Linked DNA regions of Mustela erminea: region 2 is linked to region 1. Evidence: chromatin contacts called from public Hi-C data. All regions are on one chromosome and are shown on one strand. Each heading gives the region's core, a stretch centred on a gene start, on an enhancer-like site or on the middle of the called end of the contact. The rest is flanking DNA. Distances are from core to core; before and after follow the strand shown. Region 1 holds the start of LONP2 (lon protease homolog 2, peroxisomal). Region 2 holds the start of N4BP1 (NEDD4-binding protein 1).

Region 1 (3,974 bases), core at 467-2,966:
TTACCCTACCTTTTTACCTCTTCCACACTCCTCTGTTATCTGACCATGGCACTACTCATATCTCAGCCAAACCACCATGCCCCACTTGCACTGAATTCCAGGAGTAGTTTCCTCAAATACCCAAAATTCATTCCAGCCACAAAGTCTTTACAATTGTCACTTCCTCCCCTGAGCTTTGCATTGCTACCTCTTCATGCGCAGGGCCCAGTTCAAATGTGATCTGTCCAGTGAACCCTTCTCTGACCGTCTAAAGGACTTCCCACCATCCAAAATTACTCTCCTTGCTTATTGTTTGTTTCCCTCTCTAGAAGTTCAGCTCCATGAAAGCAGTAACCTTGCCTGTCTTGTTCTCTGACAGTTACCCAGCACCTAAAATAATATCCAGTATATAGTAGGTATTCCAAAAATATTGCTTAGTGAGTGGTGGGATAATGTCAGAGAAAGAGCCTTCAGCAGGAGCATTCGAGTTCCTGCATCTCTATTTCCACCACTGCCTTATATACCTGCCTTCTCCTCTCCCTTATCTGCAGCATACACAGAAGCGCACAGTTCCACCTGCCCTGTATCAGACTCAACCGTCTACAGGGCTGTCCCCCTGGCCAAGAGATATGCAAGGGTAGGAGCTTGTCTTGTGTTATACTCTTTACCCCTTCACAATTAGCCCGGAGCCTTGTACTTAGCAGTCTCTTAATGACTGTTTGTTAATTTGAATGGACTCAACTCCTTCTTGGATTCCGAAAGCGTTGCTGGACTTTACAGGGAAAATTTTCCATCTTCAACCTATAGCCAAACCCAAGTCAAGTCTCAATGTGAACAAGCATTAATGGCCAAATCTAAAACATTTCAAGTGATAAAATACATATTATTGCGTTAAAACCCATAAAAAAATCCGTGAACCCTTAATAAAGTAAAAAAATTAAGTAAATAAATGAAGGAAATATGCAGCTTTTTCTTACAGAATTCCAGTAATAAATGTAGTATTAACTCCCTAGAATATATGTATTACTTATAAAAAGAAATATACCAGCTTACAGTAGGGAAATCCAGCAAATACCTCCTTTACCAAGTAATCAAGGGCAAAATCATCATTAATAATAAATTTCAACCATCATGTATCAGGAAGAAGGCCACATCTCTTCTGTATAGTCTTTCTGCCAAAAATGTATAATGTTATAATGTTCATCCCAAGAAAACTTCAGATAAACCCAAATTAAGGGATATTCTACAAAATAACGGGCCAATGTTCTTTAAAAGTACATATATATATATATATATGTATGTGTATGATTTAGGAGGCATCACAACTAAATATAAAGTAGGATCCTGGGCCAGAAAAAAAAGGACATTAGTGAGAAAACTGGCAAAATTTGTGCAAGGTCTATAGTTAGATAACAGGGATGTTAATTTCTGGTTTTTATCATTGAACTGTGGGAACTCCTTTTTGCAATATTTTTGTAAATCTAAAATCAGTTCGAATGAAAGGTAAAAACATTTCAAGTAGATTAAAATTTAAACATGGTCCTCTCTCCAGGACACAGTCCTGCGGCTGAGCCTCAGGGGAAAATGGAAAGGCAGACCTCGCGGAGGGTGAAAGGGCGCTCGTGCTGAAGTGCTCCTGTTCTCCTCCACTTAATGCACGCGCTCTGCGGGGCGGCTCCGGAAGGGGGCAGCGCGAAGCTGCGGAGTTTGAGCCCGGGGGCGGGCCGTAGAGCGGAGCCGGAAGCGCTAGCGCGCCGGCGCGCCAGTGGCTGGGAGCTTTAGTCGGGGCTCTAGAGGTCGCGTAGAGCTGTGGCTGCTGCTGTGTTAGACGGCTCCCCAGCGCGAACAGCTGTCACCATGTCGTCCGTGAGCCCCATCCAGATCCCCAGACGCCTCCCGCTGCTTCTCACCAACGAGGGCGTGCTCCTGCCCGGCTCCACCATGCGCACCAGCGTAGACTCGGCCCGCAACCTGCAGCTGGTGCGGAGCCGCCTGCTTAAGGGCACTTCGCTGCAGAGTACCATCCTGGGGGTGATCCCCAATACGCCCGACCCGGCCAGCGACGCGCAGGACCTGCCGCCGCTGCACAGGTAGGCCGGGCGGCCCCCGCGGCGGCGGCGGCGGCGGGCGGCGCGGCCTCCTCTCCGGACCCCGGCCCAGGCCAGGCCCGGCCTCGGGGCGTTGAGGCTCGAGGGGTGGCCTTCGTGGCTCAGTTCTGCCTCTTCAGCTACCTCCTTTGTGAAATGGGGGCGACAGATGTCTGTCTCGTGACTGTTAAGGGGCATAACTCATGAAGTAGTGAAAATTCCGCAGTTAGCTGGCGCTGTTCCTTTGATTTAAGTTCTAACCACCAACCCCCGCCCCCGCCCCGGGTCTTCAGTCTCCTGGCCCAGTTTCTGAATTTTCCAGGCGCCTCCTCTTTGTTTTCTTTTCTTCCCTTCCTCCAGCTTTCTGCCCTCTTAAGTGAGACACTTGCTATTCCACACGTTTTCTCTTTTTCCTGTGCCGTCCTAATCCGCACTACCCTTTTCATTAATTTTGGGGTGCCTGTCTTCCAAACTCCCTGCCTGCCCCTTCTCTTTTACCCTCCCTTCCTGCTCACGTATTCCCTTTCTGGAATTTTCTCATCTCCTCCTAGCTGCTCTTTCTCTCGTATGTTAACATTTCTTACACTGCAAGCTTACCACTAGATTGCCCTACACGATGGCCCTAGTTGTGTGTCTTTGGATGAGACACCCTGTGCCTATTGGAACCTAACAGTAACCATTTCTTGGGTATGTTAATTAAGTGTTAATTAATTAAGTGAAATAATCTTTGTGCTTGATCGTAGTCTAGTAGTGTAGCCACTAGTCACATGTGCCCGGTCCAAACTGAGTTGTTAGAGTGACCAACTGCCGGGGTTTCCCCAGAATTGAAGTAGTTATAGCTGTAGAAGTCCTGTTTCCCAGGAAACACTGTTAGTCCTAGATAAATCAGTGCAATTAGTCAGCCCAAACGTGCTGTAAGTATACAGCACACACTAGAAATTGAAGATTTAGTATGTAAAATGTTTTGCTGGTTAATAAATTTTATATAGATTAGGAACTGGACTGGTAGTACTTTGGCTGTTCAGGGTTAAATAAAATACTAGTATTTTACTTTTGCTTTTCCAGTATGGCTACTAAAATTACATATGTGGTTTACATTGTAATTCTATTGGCAATGCTGGGATACAGTATATGCTCAACAAATGTTACCATTTTTTTTAGACTCACCTCCCTAGCCTGTGCCTCCTATCCTTAACTCTTCCTGAGATGCTTTCAGTTTAGAGCAATTATTTACCACCAGGTACCCTTTTTTAAAGTTAGGGATTCCTGACTGAATGATTTCGAATGCCTTATTCTTACCCCAAATTTCATGACTATATGCATTTCTAAAAGGAGAGTCTATGACTCTTCAAATTCAGAAGGGAAACTGGTATCTCTCCCTTCCCTTCCTAAAACAACAACAAAAAAAAACCAGTAATACTATCTCATTAATCCACATTGTAAAAACCTTGCATTGCTCAGGCATGGGAAACATTTTGACTTCCAACTGATCTGCTTTGGTTATTGCTTGCATGGAATTGGATACTTTCCAAGTTTCCATGAACTCTGATAAACTTTATTGAATTCTGGTTTCCCAACATAATGACCCCACTCCTTAAGCCTCTACTTATGCCACAATTTTTTGCTCTCTGTGCCCAGGCATTTGATTGCTGGTTGAGGCAAGAGTGTTCATGGTTAGATTTTTTTGTTTTCATTCTGTGCATATGTTGGTTATTACCCATGGGTACACTGGGAATTTCGAAAGGAGATTTAGTCATATTTTAGTCATTTTGTTAGTATATCCTGGCAAGAGTTTGGATGCTTTTTAATTTCTTTTATGTAAATCCCTCCAACACATCTGTAACTGAATTCTCATGCTTGGAAGCAGTTGTTAATATTCAGATGATGTGTGATCTGATCTGTGATGTT
Region 2 (3,974 bases), core at 918-3,417, 310 kb after region 1:
AGCTGCAGGGCAGGACAGGCAAGAGAACAGCCCTTGGGAGGGTCTGGCAGACTATGCCAGCTTTTCTGCAGAGCAAAAGAAGCACTTTCCACACTTGGAATGAACACTGAATAAAACTGAACTGCGAAGCAGAAGTAAAAGCAGTGGGACTAGGCAGAAGACAGCAGAGTTAAGCTTGAGAGTTGGGAAAATAAGGTGGGACTGGATTAGTAAATGTTTTATAACTCTCCAGAGGAGGAGTTTAGAATGAATGAGATAGCCAGCAGGACTTCCCAGTAGTTCCCAGGGAAGGAAAATGATTTTCTGTGGGAGGATCAGTTAAATGCAAGTTGTACTAGAGAGGGAGGGAAAGGAGGAGGAATGGAGTGAGGGCCACGAACTAAGGGAGGGGCGCATACTTCTCAAGAAAGCAGGTCTGAACTGCAGCAGAGGCAATGGAAGGAGAGGAATGACTGCATCTAAGATATTTTCAGAAGCACTGACAGGACTTAGTTACATCAAACCTTTTAGCTCTGGGGAGTGGGAAGAAATTCAGTCGCCAGGGAGAAAAGAAGGAGGGGCCTAAGAAGTTAAAAATTAAAAGTTAGGGGGTGCCTGTCTGGCTCAATCCATAGAACGTGTGGTTCTTGATCTCAGGATCTTGATAAGTGGGCATGGAGCCCACCTTAAAAAATGAAAATTTTTTTAAAAACTTAGAAAATTTAAAGTTAGGAAAAATTAACTACAGCAAAGTAAAACTGATGGAACATCTACAATGTTTTAAGTTATGCTGTGGAGAAGAATCAGAGTCCTATCTCTTCTGAAGATATTAAAACAAACAGCACCCAGGCTTTTTTTTTTTTTTTCTTATCAAAGGGAGTCAGGAATTACAGCTTGTCCAATTCTCCAAGGACACTGTGAAATTTCTGAAGTCGGATGCCAAAAAAAGATCCATTTTCTTCCCGGCCAGAGGGCTCATCATTTGGGAGCCAGGTATCAAGAACAAGGGCTCTAAGTCTGAATCCTGGAGCCTCCACGCAATGGACGGCAAAACCTAGAGAAACTTGCATACCTGGGAAAGGGGGGTATGTGCTTTGTTACTGTTTCTTGGCTCGGGAAGGAAGGGCAATAGTTGAAGGTGCTGCGTAGGTATAAGCCTGAAACGCTGATTCTGAGAGAAGGTGAGTCACCACTTGCAGAGTTTCAGTTTCCCCAGCTGTTAATTTACAGAGAGGAAGATAATAAAATCCACCTCACTGGATTTTTTAAGAGCTGCATTAGATAATCCTTATGAAGTGTTTAGCATAACGTCTGATGTGCTATAACCATTAAATAAATGTTAGTTGAACATAATATCGACACAATGAATAATGTTCTTTTTAACACTATTATTAAACATCCCTATCTCTTCTTGATATTCTGTGCATTTTACCACTAGAATGGTTTTGTCAGATTCTCAAAAGGGACTGAAATCCCAAAAAGGTTCAGAACTACTGTACTGGAGACCTGGGAAGAGAAGGGTGGCTGATGTGGTCGTTAAGGAGGCTGTGGGCCCTGGTATCAGGCCCTGCGCACCGTCCTGAGGGTCGGGAGGGGAAAGATAACAGGCAACATTCGCAGCGCGAATCACCACCCCAGGCCAGTCACTGAGCTCTGCGCTTTACAAAAGCATCTACTCCAATCCTCGCGACAGCCCTCCGATGGAGGTGCTTTCGTCAGCGCCACTTTACAAATGGGGAAACTGAGGCGCCCCAGGACTGAACCGCTAGCCCAAGGTCACATGGCTCGAAAAGCTGAGAACGCAGGTCCGTGGGCTCTGGAGACTGCGCTCTTCACCACGTTCGCTGCGTCCCAGTACGAAGAGCAGGGAGGAAGGGGGTGGGGGCGCCCTGGGAGCTCGGCTGAGCCGAGGCCGCGGGGGCCGGGCCGCGGAAGGCGGGCGCGCGGGGGCGGCAGCGGGACTCACCTTGGCGCTGTGCACCGCCTCCTGCGCCCCGCGGAGCTGCAGCCAAATGCGCGCAGGCAGCGGTTCTTCGGCCCCGAGCGCGCCAAGCACCGCCAGGCTCACGCCAAACAGGCCCTCGATGCGGCCGCGGCTCCGCTCCAGCAGCGCCGCCTTCTCCGCGGGCGCCGTGAACTCGTCCAGCACCGCCCGGGCCGCCATGGCGGGCGCGGCCTCCCGCGGCGGCGCCGGGGGCCGGCGGCGCCGACGCCCCCTCAGCGTGCTGCCGCTACACGGGAGCCCGTCAGGAGGCGTCGGCCCTCGCGGCCGCCTCGCCCCCGCCCGCGCCCCGCCGCCTTCCCGCAGGCCTAGCTACACCATCCCGGCACGGCCGCCGCAGCTTGGCAACTGAGGGCAGAGAACCCCTCCGCCCCTTCGCCGCCGCTGCCGCGGGCCGAGCCCCGCCGCCGCGCATGCGCCCGGCCTACTGCCGTCATTGATGCTCGCCGCCTCCGAGGGAAGGAGGGAGGGCGGAGGCGACGGAACTTGACGTCACGCACAGTAGCCATGTTTGTTGAGGGCAAGGCGACGGCTGCGGAGAGGGGCCTGGACGGCCTTCTTTGGTGAGGGCAGAACGCTTTTGGGCGTCTTGATGGATGGTGAATCTCTGGTTTTAAGGTTGGGGAAATTGAAGCTCTGAATCAACTGATAGGACTGACCCAGTATCACAAGAGATTTGGCTTGTCTTCCTACATCTTGAAGCCCAAATTAGGGCTCTAGCAATTGAAGTTTTCTAGCTTCTCAGTAATTGATAGGCAGATGGTCTTTCTCCATCTCTTCCTCTCTCCCTTCCCACCTCCCTCCCTACTTTCCTCCTCTCCTCTCCTCTCCTCCCCTCTCCTCCTTTCCCCTCCCCTCTCCTCCCCTTCCACCTTCTCTCCGTCCTTTCCACCCTTTCTCCATCCCTTCCAGATTCTCAATAATTGCTCGGCAGATTTCCTTCCTCCCACCCTCCCTCCCTTCTCTTTCACCCTCTCTCTCTCTCCCCACCCATCATCTTCCTTTACATTCTCTTCCTTCTTTTCTTTCCTATTGCTTTTTCGGTAAAAATGGTAACAAGAAGAGAAAAAAATGGGAATAATAAATATGGAGAATTGAAGAGCAAAGAAATGGTTAAAAAATTCAGAAGAGTGATTTCTTCTGGGAGGGAAGAAGGGGAATGTATCATAATAGAGGTATAAAAAGTAGGGGACTAAGGATGCATCTCTTTTTCTGTGGTACTTGAATAAATATGCCCTAACCCCACTCCAACTTTGTTTTCTCATCTATAAAATCATGGGTTTACTCAGTTATCTTTAAAGACGTTTCCAGATCTTACATTCTCTGAGTTCATAACGAGATTGTGGAAGATAAAATGTTGTTTTCCTTTCCGTGGGCTAAATGTCATGGATATAGTAGATAGATAGACAAGGATCATGGGAATATTACTTAACTTCTCTGTGTCTTAATTCCTGATTTGTGAAATGAGGGCAACAATAGTGCCTCCTGTGGTTGTGAAAATTACTGCACTACCTGGACATGGTAAATGATCACTAAGTATTAGCTATTACTATTGCTGAATTAGCAGTGCATTTAAGGTTCTATTTTCATGGAAAAGCTTTGTATGGATTATACAACCGTGCTGAACTTGTGGGCCTGGGAGCCCCCTCCATCGGTGTAGATTTCCCCTTAAGGAGAAAGAAGGGGATCTAAAGATGTTATAGTTGGAAATGCCAAAGGTAAACGGTCTTGGTAAGAGGGATTACCCAAGGTAAAACCTCTCAGGGATCCTGGCTGCTGGGGTTTTCCATTTGTATCAGAAATTTAGGCAGGTGTGGTTCCCTGATGCCCCAGTGAGAGATGACTCAACACAGGGAAGAGAACCTTAGGCTCAGAGACCAACAACTTCCTGTTCCCCTGGGCTTTTCCCTTGGTATCTACACAACTGGAAGTCTTCCTCCAATCTTCCTCTGCCTCCTCAGGTAGGTGACCTGAGACTGGCTTAGACAAGGCA

Evidence for each region. Hi-C and Micro-C count contacts between places; a contact is called where the count stands out from the background.
Region 2: a contact with region 1 is called in a Hi-C map of fibroblasts, with 3 times the contacts expected there. The contact joins the promoter of N4BP1 here to the promoter of LONP2 in region 1. A contact is called at or near these places in 2 of 3 Hi-C or Micro-C datasets (fibroblasts and spleen).

Annotation. Positions count from the first base shown.
Region 1 is chr19:26,517,556-26,521,529 of mMusErm1.Pri, forward strand. It overlaps LONP2 (lon protease homolog 2, peroxisomal), which reads left to right and starts at 1,717. Exons shown (of 15, transcript XM_032326514.1): 1 at 1,717-2,069. The coding sequence starts at 1,837. All of the region lies in intron 1 of ABCC11 (ATP-binding cassette sub-family C member 11), which reads right to left.
Region 2 is chr19:26,825,517-26,829,490 of mMusErm1.Pri, forward strand. It overlaps N4BP1 (NEDD4-binding protein 1), which reads right to left and starts at 2,168. Exons shown (of 6, transcript XM_032323202.1): 1 at 1,946-2,168. The coding sequence starts at 2,143.